2 separate regions of the Sus scrofa genome follow, and region 2 is linked to region 1. Evidence: chromatin contacts called from public HiChIP or PLAC-seq data. All regions are on one chromosome and are shown on one strand. Each heading gives the region's core, a stretch centred on a gene start, on an enhancer-like site or on the middle of the called end of the contact. The rest is flanking DNA. Distances are from core to core; before and after follow the strand shown.

Evidence for each region. HiChIP or PLAC-seq counts read pairs in DNA pulled down with a chosen protein or histone mark.
Region 2: a contact with region 1 is called in an H3K27ac HiChIP or PLAC-seq map of skeletal muscle, with 6 times the contacts expected there. The contact joins two enhancer-like sites. A contact is called at or near these places in 8 of 47 Hi-C or Micro-C datasets (heart right ventricle, liver, mesenteric adipose tissue and 3 more) and 1 of 2 datasets of contacts at active chromatin or transcription factors (skeletal muscle).

The regions. Positions count from the first base shown.
Region 1 is chr1:94,965,270-94,971,382 of Sscrofa11.1, forward strand. The region is part of intron 2 of SLC14A2 (urea transporter 2); the gene reads left to right. Among named protein-coding and RNA genes, the nearest start is that of SLC14A2, 130 kb to the left of the region's middle. Within about 2 kb of position 2,537, at least 4 of the 83 cell types and tissues checked have an H3K27ac peak or open chromatin away from gene starts, as enhancers often do. A contact at or near this core is called in skeletal muscle, where this site is marked.
Region 2 is chr1:95,250,605-95,257,038 of Sscrofa11.1, forward strand. The region is part of intron 3 of SLC14A2 (urea transporter 2); the gene reads left to right. Among named protein-coding and RNA genes, the nearest start is that of SLC14A1, 100 kb to the right of the region's middle. Within about 2 kb of position 3,872, at least 19 of the 83 cell types and tissues checked have an H3K27ac peak or open chromatin away from gene starts, as enhancers often do. A contact at or near this core is called in skeletal muscle, where this site is marked.

The sequences.
Region 1 (6,113 bases), core at 1,287-3,786:
AAAGTCATCCAACATAATTTGTTATTCCCACTGCTTGAACTGATGAACAGAAGACCACACAGACTTTCTAATAAGTGTTCTGAAACACAAAATTAGATAACAGAGATGAATGTCAAGTGGAGATGATTTTCTTTAGGTTTTGTTTACCGTAAATACAAAACAAATAAGTAAAAATACCACCTGGCTGCATTTTAATGCAGAGTGGTCTTGAGGTGTGTAATTCAGAACTTGTGGACATTGCAAGACAGTTTTTACAGGGTAAACAAATTATGATGGGAACCAAGCTGTGATTTTGCTGCATAAATTCTCTATATAGTCCTTAATGTTTTCTAACTAATGCAAACACTGTGAAACTGTTGGAACAAGAACCTCAGTGAAATGATTATTAACAGAACTGCACACACACACACACAAAATCAAAAACAGAAAAAAACAGATTTTGTCTACTCAACTTCCCAGTGATTTCTCCCTATTCCTTGTGTCAGGCTTCTCCCCAGAAGCCACTTCTTGTGTAAAATACCATATTTTAGAGGGTTTCTTTCAGCTAGATATCATATCCCCCCCTTAAAGTATTTGCCCATAAAGATGTAATAAGTTTGGGGAGGGCAACTGGAACAGGAGAGGTGTCTTAGTCATTTGGGCTGCTATTACAAAATGCCACAGACCAGGTGGCTTATATACAACAGAAATTTATTTCTCATAATTCTGTAGGCTGGGAATTTCAAGATCAAGGTGCTGGCAGAGTCAGTGTCTGGTGAGAATCTGCTTGATGGTTCATAATGGCTGTCTTTTCCCTGTATCTTCACATGGCAGAAGGAGCTCTCTGAGGTATTTTTTATAAGAACACTAATCCCATTCGTGAGGGGTCCACCCTCACAACCCAGTCATCTCCCAGAAACTCCAGCTGCTAATACCATCACTTTGGGAAGTAGATTTCAACACAATAATTTGTGGGAGACACAAACATTCAGTTCATAGCTAGAAAGGAATGGAGATTCCAAAAGCACAAAATCCTAAATCTGATCATATTTTTCTCTTTCCTTCTGATTGTTTTTACTTCCATTTTGACTCTTCCAAATTCTGCTCTGTATTGGATTGAGCTCTAAAAAATTGTCATATTGTAGATTAAAAAAATTCAAATATCAGCCATTACTGAGATTCAACTGAATGTCATTGAGTCAATGCGTTCTGGGGATTGAGGATGCTCCCACAGCATCTGGGCACTTCCTTCTTTAGAGTGCTGTTGCGATGCAGCCACCCAAATAAATGAAGGTTCTCATCTCAATGGACAAGTGTGTAGCCTGGCTCCCTCCTCCTACTGCCCAAAACGTCACAATTTCTTGGGCTCTTGGACTAATAGATATTGGGAAGTAAAAGGTTTTTCTTTCTCTTCCCATTGTTGTTCTTAAAGATGTTTGTTGAACTACACTTAGCACTCGATTTAAAATGTGTGTCCTGCATCTATTAACCCCAAGCTACCACTGGGAACTATGTCTAGTCACTTATGATGGAGCATGATAATGTGAGAAAAAAGAATGTATACATGTATGTGTAACTGGGTCACCATGCAGAAAATTGATAGAACACTATAAACCAGCTATAATGGAAAAAAAATAAAAATCATTATATATACATATATAAAAATGTGTGCATTAGACATTTCAAGTTTAATGGTAGTGGGGAGCAGGGAAAAAGATAAAATGTGAGAGATACTATAATTTGAAAACACAAAATAGTAATGTGCTTAGTGAGAATAGTGGGGTAAATGCTCTTCACTCAAATGGGAGTGAGCTCTTTGGAGACAGATATTGAACTTTTGATACCCTCCACCACTATGAACATAATAGATGTTCAAAAAGTATCCATAAAATCAAAGTAAAACATTTTTTAAGGATCCTCAGTAGTGAAGCCAATATGGTGGATGTTGGATGTTCCTTCTCCAGGCAGTTTTCAAACCATTCCATGAAGTCAGCCACTGATTCCCTGTCCTCCTCGCAAGACCAGATTTTTTCCAAGCTTTTTCAATCTTTTTACTCTTCTCTGCACCCAGGCAATGTCTGGCAATTATTTTTAAGGAAGATTCACATCTCTAAGTCCTCCTTTTTTCCTCCCTTAAGGAGTCTAAAAGCAAAGAAAAAGAAATCAGGAAAGTTGAAATGAACAGCTAACATCAAAAAAGAAAAAGATAAAGAAAAAGAAAGAAAAGAAATGGAACAAAAGGAAGAAGTCAGGAAAGTTGGAGCCTTTTGAACTCCATGTTGGCCTTACCCCATCAGTTACCCTCTCCCAGCTTTTGCAGGACAGAGCCCAGCTTCCCCCTCCCTATCCCATGTGTTACCCTATCCCAAGAAACTCCAGCAAATCTTGGAACAAGATGGGGAGCAAATAAAATTCCCTGTCTGGACTGAGAATAGAATGCAATTAGCCAGGGAAGGTTGTGAAATTTGTTTTTAAATGCTACAAATATTTTATCTCCTGACCTGTACCTCCATGACATTCCCTTTCCAGCCACCCCGCCCCCTTCCCGAGACCTCTCCCTACCAGGTCTTTGCAAAGTAAAGCATGACCTTTAGATTGAGATATGCTCTGTTGCAAGACATTGGAATAGGTTTCAACACGTAATTTGAGATCTATTTACTAAACTGTTTGGCACATACAGCACATTGTGGGGGAATTGTTGGCGGGCCCCGCAGTGTGTTTTTCACTCTTCCCTGATGCATTACCAGACAGAAGGTCATCTCAGTCTAGCAGAGAAGGGTGCTGCACAGGGCTCATTACCTCGCAGCAAGGCAGCCAGATGAGGCTGTGGGATGTTTTCTCTTCATCATTCAAGCTTGAAAGGAAACTGTCAGCCTCCACTTGCTCTTAAAGCAATGAAAATTTAGGTGACAGCCCTCTCATTAGCTCAGTGGAAATGAAGGTTTCTAGGCAAAAACTTCCCTTCATTGAGGACTACTAACCAACTCTACCTCAGGGGTCATTCAAGAAGCCACGACTCGGGGATGGGTGCCAGCTTCTGGTGACAGGGTGGTAACAATAAAATGACACATGCTTCACTGGTAAAACTAGAAATGTTCATGATACATAGCTTCTGAGATGGGGAAAAATGGGTAGATTTTAGATAAATCCAGGCTTTCCATGGCTTACCTTTCCTGGGAAATGGGTACATGTCTAGATTTTCTTCTTTTGACATAGGCATTCACATTGTCAGAAAACAAAAATATTATTACACTGGCAAATACTCTCACTAAGAGAAACTCAAGCAAAAGTGCCAACTGTAAATCTTATTCCCTAGGCTTACCATTAGGCAGAATTTCTAATCTAAGAGGATTTGATTAATGTTTGATGAACCACTTGGATAATGCACAGAATTAAGGGAGCCCTAATAACTGCTTACATTTGTATAGCCCTATATTCTAGGACATCCATATGCATTATTTTCTCATTTGATCATTTAACAGCCATACATATTTAATGGTCTAAGTGGGTATTTTTAGTCTTTGTTGTTGTTGTTTTTATTTAATAAAATCTTAGGAATTTTAGAACAGAATCTTGGAAGTAAAAGTGACTTCAGCTCTAATTTTCATCAGTTTATGGTAACCAGGGATGCATATTAATCTTCAGGGGAACTGTTTTTAAAGCCTGTGTGTGCATGTGCTCCTCTCTCAACTCCCCAACTTCTTGCTGTACATATCTTCCTAATCCACACATCCTGAGTCTGAATGGGTAAATGGCAGTGAGATCCCAGACATATGTATTTCCTAGATCACACTTGGAAGCACACCTCGGTTTCCATTGCTGCTCTAGACCAGCCCCTCCGTTGTCTTGTGGGGAAGCTGAGGATTAAAGCAGTGATGTGATTGACCTTGAGGCACACGCAGTGGCAGTCTACATTCCAACCTGGCCTCGATACTTAGTTGGGTGACCTTTCATTCACACTTTTCTACATCTTTCCAAATTAGGAGGGGACTGCCAAGATGGTGCTATTTATTTTAAACATGTTTTGCTTCTTGCTAGCCAGAAAGAAAAGTGATCAGAAATGTACTATCTGAAATGTGTCTGATATGGGTAAATTTCCCAGAACCACAATTTTCTCTTAGAGGCATTTCCACCTGAATGCATGATCTTCACAGGTTTTATTTTACTCCTCATTTCTGAGATTTGGCTCTGATCTCATGAATAGTAATGACCCTCTTCCTCTTGGTGGCACTTCATTTTAATCCTCAGTAATTTTCCCATCCCACAGGACCATTCCCCTGAATTTGGGGATCATATCATCAATAACCTAAATATATGGGAAAGCAATGATGAAGAAGAGAAAGCACTTTAGGCAGCAAAGGAGTTATACCAGGAGAGAAGAACAAAAGTGTTTTCCTCCTCAATTTTCTGCCCTTCTGCCAAACTTCTCCCTAGTGATTTCGCCGGTGCCATTGCACTCCTGGACAAAAAGGGCTCATTGTTATTTCTCAGATCATGGCGCTCAGTTCCATTTATTAGTGAGCAAAGTTATTACATAAAAGTGTAGAGCTCTAGTGTTGGTGCTCTCTGAACACAAGTACTAAGAAATGAGGGCAGACTTTTCTTCCAAGCATTCCTCTTTAGTGTTGCATGCTGAATAAGCAAACTTCCTACCCTCAATTACTGTCTAGGGCATAGGAAGCCTCTTTAGGAAATTCCTGATGCATGGAGGGTTCTTCAGGCATGGAGGGTTACCACACAGACCCACTCTCAATAAAAGATGCTCTGTCCAAAATGTCTCTGATTCAAGTTAATGTCCTATCTGAAATTAGTTTTCTACTATGGTGGTTCCATCTACTTGATTGCAGCTGTATGTAATTAATGTATTTCTTTACCTCGAAGAATGTACATTTGCAGTTCTTTTTCCAGTAATAAGGATCTCCAAACCAATAACCCCTAAACTTTGTTTTTTTTTTAATTGTGATAAAATATGCACAGTGTAAAGTTTACCATCTTAACCATTTTTAGGTGTACAATTTAGGGGCATTAAGTATATTCAGTGTCACCAACCATCACCACTATCTGTGTCCAGAACTTTTTCATCAACCCAAACAGACACTCTGTGCTCAAAAAATAATAGCCTCCCATTCCCTCTCTCAGAATCTTTACTTTCTGTCTTTATGAATTTCCCTATTCTAGGTGCCTCCTATAAGTGAAATTATATATTTGTCTCTTTGTATCATGCTTATTTCATTTATCATGTTTGCAAGGTTCATCCACACTGAAGCATATGTCAAATTTTCATTCCTTTTGAAGGATGCCTAATACTCTGTTGAACCTATATAACCATGTGGGTATCCGTTCATCAGTGGGCACTTTTGTCATGACATTGGTTGGATCTACTGCATATTTACCTAACTAAGCTGTGGGGGTAGGGATGAGGGAAGAAAATAATAAGGTTTAGTGAGTTCTTAGGAAACCTTTGAATGAGGTTTCTTAAACTATAGAAATATTATGGTATCTACATTTTTATGAACTAAAAAATGGACATGTTTTGACAAATATCATGTTTGCACAGAGATAACTGAAGAGAATTTTCAAATCAGACTGCCCAGAAAATTAAGCGGGTATGGTCACCATAGCTCCTGTAACAACTGGAAAAACAAAGCAAAAGCAAAAAAAAATGTCTCCATAAGAATTTCCCCTCTACTGAAGTAGAGATTCTAGCACTTTCTCTTCCCTGGCCTCATGAGTTTGGCATCTTCTGTGAAAATGAGTGACTTCTCTTCCTGAAGGTACATGTGTCTGCACAACAAGAGGGGACGATGACCTGGAAACTCCAGGAAGAATGTCTTAGAAACTGCCTGTGGCCCAAGGAAGATGTCTGGGTCATCTCTCAGCCTCTTAGACCCTCTATCCTGTTATCACTAAATTCAACACTCAACACAGGACCGGAGACAGAAAAGATAGACAAAGTCTTGGAAGGCAGTGTAACAGTGTAATCAGCACTGTCAACATTTTTAGGGCTTGAGTTGGACTGAAGTTTTGCTGGGATAGAGCTGCTTTGGGGCTCAGATAAGACAACTCAGTGCTTAGATTCATGAAGTCTCAGTTACTCCTTCGGGGGCTGTGTCAACTTCTTGGAGGAATATTTG
Region 2 (6,434 bases), core at 2,622-5,121, 290 kb after region 1:
CCCATTGCCTCCTCAAAACACCTCTCTCCACTCCAGGTAGGGCCCCCTCTGTCCTCCCCTCTCTGTGTGCACAACCTAGTTGCTCATCACCCAGGTCTTCCCGGGTGTCACCCTGCTGCTGGGTTCATCACCCACTGATGCTCATGGCAAGGCTGCCTGAAGGTGCCACAATGAAAGCCCCCTCACTTCCACTCACCCCAGTGGGGCTCCAGGCTTTCATTCTCTTTGGAGCTGGCAAATCAACAGCCCATCTATATTTCCTCTTTATGGACTTGTGTGGGTTTAGAGGGCAAACATGAGCATCCAATTTAGATATTCCAACAACAGAATGAGCCTCCATTTCCATAGGTAGCACATTTTTTTTATTTCTGAAAATGTGCAGCCCCTACAACTAGCTTCCTTAGAAGTAGGCTGTTGCTACAACCCTGGCAGGTTACAGGAAACTTATCTTCTACAGGCCAAGGCACATGCTGGAAGAGATTAGGGCACATAGTGGAAAAGACACTTTTCATCTAGAGACAGAGGAGGTAAATGACATGTAATTAAAGTCATAAATCTAACTTTTGTTTTGATTTGGTTTTGCTGTTCCTAAATCTATCTGCTTCTGCATGTCTACTGAATGCTTTGACCACTAAACAAAGCTTTTGAAATGAATGAAGATTGTTTCCAGACCCTCTGCTGCCCTTCTCCCCTCTTCTAGTTCTCCGCACCCACTGCCCACCTTTGCCCCCAGGTGAGACCCCTGCACCTGCACTGCTCAAACCTGAAGGGGCAGAGGAACCCCGTGGGGTTTCAAATAGAGATTCTACTCCTGGGGGAGGGAGCTGATGCTCAGGGCTTGCCCTGAGCAGGAAGGAGTGGACCTTGTCAGCAAGAACAGATGCAGAGACCTAGGTCAGCGCTTTTCAACCCGCTCTGCCCATCAGCATCCTTGGGGAGCTTTTAACCATCCCAGGCTGCACTCCAGACCACTTAAGTCAGAATCTCCGCAGAAGAAGCCCAGGCATCAGGATTTTTTAAAGCTCCCCAGAGGAAAATGATGGCTGTGTGCCCTCAAGGTTGAGAGCTCTGCTCTCAGAGTTTAAAGGAAAGAGGATTTGCATCCTAATGAAAGGAAGGGGGGAGAGGTGCTCTCAAAACAACTCATCCCTACTTGGTTCCCACCAGGCCAGGTGAAAACGGTGCTTGGGTTCATCATGTGCAGAAAATGGCTTGTGTAAAGCCAGTTATGGAGACAGGGTGACTGGTGGTGGGGGAGCCAAGTCCTAAGTGCATCACAGTATGCTGAGATGTGCCATATGGGAGTCCCCTGGTGGCTCAGCAGGTTAAGGATCCAGCTTTGTCACTGCAGTGCCTCAGGTCATAGTGATGACGTGGATTCTGGAACTTACACACGCCATGGATGTGGCCAAAAAAATAAAACAAAATAAAGCTATGGAGCGTGAGACACACAGGATCCTGAGCTAGGGAAATCCAGCCCATTGGCCTCTTGAGCTGACATTTAACAGCAGCCCATTAAGTGCCTCCCCTCCCCCTGCCATCACCCCTCCTGGCCCCCTTCTAAACGCCTCCACTCTGTCTGCAGAAGGCCTTCCATGTTCACCTGACTCTGTTTTCCCTGAATAAGAGGTTCCAGGGACAGCGCCTGATGGGATCTGTCCCAGTTTCCACACCCTCCCAGGACAGCCTGACTCCTGACTCTAATCAGTGTCGCTTTTAGAAAACAAACATCTATGCAGGGAGGGGGTGCAGTGGGAATCAAGGTTTTGTTGAAAAGAAAGGGGATGGCTCAGGGGCCTTATGGACATGCTAAATGAAGCCCTTGAAGCAGTCAAGTGCAAAACTCTATCCTTGCCTCAGTGACAGATGGGGCACATACCACCCCGGTTATACAGGCAAAGTCCCAGGGCATTCTGTTGTCCCCTCAAAGGAGATGTGTGTTTGTGTGCACTGCATCCAAAGACCAAAATCCAAGACAGACCCCAAGAACAGTGGCAGGCTCACCAGGCTCTGGTCTCTGTGTGGGAGGAGCAGCATCTTCAGGGAAGAGTCCAGGATCCATAGCAAGGAGTTGATGATGCAAAAAGAGCCAGGTCTGAGCCTTAGGAGGCAGGGACAGGCCCAGCTCCTGTGTTGACCCCCATGGAACTGTAGGCAGCCGCCCTCACTTCTCTGAGCCTGTGACATGAGACTACACCAGCCTACTTCTCCCCACATCATGGCATCTTTTGAGGAAGCAAATGCTTCATGAAATGTGAAATACTATGTGCATGAAGTTTTACAGCAGTGCAGAATTTGTCACGTTCACAGAGTGTGCCTGTGTATACTTGTGTGTGAGTGAGTATAAGTGTGTATTTGTGTGTATGTGTGCACGAGATATATGTGAGAGTGTGTGGGTGTATGTGCATGTACATGAGTGCATGTGCAGAGTATCCTGTGAGTGTATGAGTGTGTATGTGTGAATGCGTGAGTGTGTGTGTGTGTGCACATGACTGCATGTGTGGATGAGAGTGTGCATGTAGGGTGTGTGTAGGTGTGTGGCTGTTACACTGTGAAACAGATACCAACCCCCACAGGTCAAAGGCAAGGTCAGAACACCTGTGGGTGATCAGGAAGTCACCATGGTAACAATGGGGGTGGGTTGGGGACAGGATCCAGGTGGACAATGGAGAACAACACACTTGAAGAGAATCAAGCCTGAGGAGGCCTCCTGCACAGGAAAAGGACAAGTGCTGTGGACGGAGAAGCTAGAAATCAGCTCAGGCACAGGGGCCCAGCCCAGAGGCAGAACCACAGCAGAGCGAGGACAGTTGCCACTTTTGAGGCTGCTTAACTTTTCCCTCAAGTAGCCCCAACTGACCCACACATTGTCCCCAGGTGGTTTGAAGACACACCTGAAGCAGCCACCTACAGACTCAAAATGTTTGAAAATAAGAAAGTGTGCACTCTACTTTGTAATATGCCATATTTGCTTAAATATACAACTATTTCCCTCCAAAAACATTTCACCCCCAGAGCAGCGAGCTCCCCTGTGCCACCTGAGCCCCACGGGTCATGCCTGGAGGTGGCAAGACAGGTGCAGAGCACCTCAGAAGCTTTTGGGGCCATGGCATGACCAAGCAGTGTTTGAAGATGACTCATCCATCACCAGTGGTGACATGGAGAGGACTAGGGGGCCGGCCTGGACAGGGGAGGGCCTGGCCCAGTGGCAGAGAGCAGACTAATGTAGGTTGGGGCCCTCAAGCAGAAGTATGGTGGCCCAGTAATGGCTGCTGTTGGGATGGTGAGACAGGGGCCAGTACCCAGCCTGGGGAAGGGTCAGACCACTTGAGAAGTGTCCGCCGAGAAGGGCGTGGGCACCCCTCTGAATATCCTTCCAAACACAGGTGAAAATCTGAGGAAGCATTGTTGTGCTGTGGCATAGGCCAGCAGCTACAGCTCTAATTCTACTCCTGGCCTGGGAACCTCCATATGCCTCAGGTGCGGCCCTAAAAAAGCGAAGGAAAAAAGAAAGAAGAAAGAAAGAAAGAAAGAAAGAAAGAAAGAAAGAAAGAAAGAAAGAAAGAAAGAAAGAAAGAAAGAAAGAGAAAGAAAGAAAGAAAGAAAGAAAAAGAAAGAAGGAAAGAAAGAAAGTCTAAGGGAGAGATCAAAGGTCCAGCCTCTTACTCTCATCCCACATAGGCTCCTGAGCCTTTCAGCTGAGGGCCCTGGTTAGATTCCCAGCCCTGGTCCTGCAGGAGAGCCAGCAAGATAGGCACCAACTGTGCAACCCCAGAGTCTGTGCATGGCTCAGAGGACCCATGCTGCCCCAGTCCCTCCCAGCTTGACCCTCTGGCCCCAGTGAGTCAGGCTCTGCTCAGCCCACATTAGACTCACTGGGCTGGAGCTGCCAAGAAAAGCTCTGAGCCACCCCTAACAAGAGGCAGCTCTCAGCCAGCCTCTTACACAACTGGCCCTGAGAAAGGCACCTCTCACCTTGGCCCAATGGCTGGCCAGGCCCCTTCCTCTTTTCCCCTGCCTATCTGTCTAGTGACCAAGACTCTCTCTCAGCCTTATCCCTCCCTGACCTCCGTGGGGATCCAGCCCACAGGCCTATTCTGTCCCTATTCCAGCATCCACTCAGCCATGCGCAGCTGATTTCAACCTTTCAGCAGCTGGCCACGCGGTTCAGAGATCAGCAGAGCCCCTGGTGCAGGGACTCAGCCAGCTCAGCGAGGTCCTTTCAGAGCAAGGTCCCTGCCTTTTATTCTGCTGTCTCTGTGATCCAGTGGCAAGATGGCAGAGAGTCTGGAGATCTTGTCTGGTGAGCCAAGTCGAGGGATGCTCAAGAGGTCCAGCGTAGAGAAAGGAAGGCTTAGAGTTAATCTCTGCAGTGTTCTCATGTGTGATGGGGGGGGTGTGTCCTGTGCCAACAGGATGACAGAACTGGAACCAGTGATGGGTAAAACCCAGAGGCTTGATGTCAGCTCTCCGGACCCAAGGGTTTCCAGTAATCAGAGCTGTTCACAGTGAGAACAGCCTGCCTCATGGGGTCATGGGACTGCAGCCAACAGTCGGAGGCACTACAAAATGTTTGAGAGAGGCAAAGGATATCCCTTTCAATCTTGAGACTGTAGAGACTTATGGAAATTCTCCTTTCCCATAATCACAAATTCCCATAATTGCAAAGCCTTGGGCAAAATGTATCAATGCAACACAAATTTTGGAAAACTTAATCATGTTTCCTTCTCCAGAACTTCAGCAACCTCCTAACTCAGGTGGGTGCAAGATGACATACATGAGACTACTTTAGATTCAGCCCCAGGACAAGGTCTCCTTCAGACTTAAACCCGACAGGCCACAGGGAGGGACAGCTACATACTGATGCACACCAAAAACTCCAGAAACCCCTTAATTTCAGGCCCTTTCCTCTCAAATGTGCAAGCGTGTGCCAGGGAGGGTGCAGCCTCTCCCCACTGGGCATGTTCTTGCATGGGTGCCAGAAACAGACAGCCTTTTAGAGAAAAGAGCCAGAAGGAGAATTTCAAAATGAGAGCAATACAGTGGGAGCCATCTTTGCTAATGTTGGGAGAACTAGGGTCCAAATTTACCACCGAGAACTCTTCACAGTATGGCTTCTGACACACAGCTTCACTTTGTCTTGCCAGCTGACCCCTACTCCAGCAGGTCTACCCCTGGGATCTTCTGGCACAAACCAGGTGTGTATTTTTTGCAGGCGTTTCCTTGGCCTGGCGTCTTCGCCTCCCACTTGCCTGCTCAGCCAAGTCCTGGTGTGAAAGCCTGGGCAGGTCTCCCCAGGGGCCTGGGAGGTTGGGGAACTGCCCTGAACGCTTACAGCAGCCCCAGCGGCCCTGCCCCCACCCCACTTTCCCTCCACTCTGAGTCTGCTGACGGTAGCCTGGCAGTTGTGGTCCCCCTGGGGAAGCCTAAGGGCACACAGTAGGGATCCAACAAAGAGCTTCTTACAAAGAGGAGGGAAGGGCTCGGTGTGGTGCCTTTGGGCAGGCCCCTTCTGGGAACACGAGGCCAGGCTTTTTGGAGAGATGTGAGGCTGATCCAAACAGCCCTTTCTGTCCATATTTCTGAGGGAGAAGAGGAGGTACAGGCAGCCAAGGAGAGCGTTCTCACGCCAAGCGGATAATTATGTGTTCTTGGAAGCAGGTTTAATGGACTGGCTCAGAGCTGAGCCGGGGATAGGCTCTGAGGCTGGCCGCCTTCAGACGGGGACGTGGCCCGGGCAGCAATTTCATCGTCCAGTTTTAACAAGTGGCCGCCGCCTTATGGAAACTTTTGAAAGGCTTTCTGTTTCTGACCCGCCAGCTTGCACGTCATCTGGTTGTTTTAGCCATTTTTCCCTTCAATTGGGGAGCACACAAATAGAGGAAACTAAAAATCACTGAGGGCCTACTGTGTGCCAAGAACCAAGCAGCAATTTCATTGTCCCAAGAACCCATTAGAAGGGGAGGAACAGAGGCCCACGCAGCACCTCGTGGCAGGGAAAAGAGTGAGGCTGGGCATCTCAGCTTCCACAGCCTGTGCTCTTTCCAAACGGTGACCTTCTCTTTACAAGGCCATTTTTGCTGCATGTCTCGCCCCTACCCCAAAGCCAAAATTCCCCCGTTTGAACAGGATAAACATTCCCATGGCAAAGGAACGCTGTGTTCCCCAGAGGAGAGGCAATCACGTTGTTCCTGCCGAGGTTATGTGGGCTTATGAAATAGAATACTGGGCTGAGGGCCTGAACCCAGGCTGGAGGGCGCCCCCCTACCCCAGCCCTGCCTCCCCCACAGCTGCGCCCTGCAATGCAATTGGAGTAACCGGGTCTAATTTTGACTCTGCTGTAAGCTGCTGCTTTCCCTGGGTCTCTGCTCCCTATACCCATCACAAGGCAGCGAGCTTGCTTCCAGAAGTGTAAAACGGAATTCCCCATCATG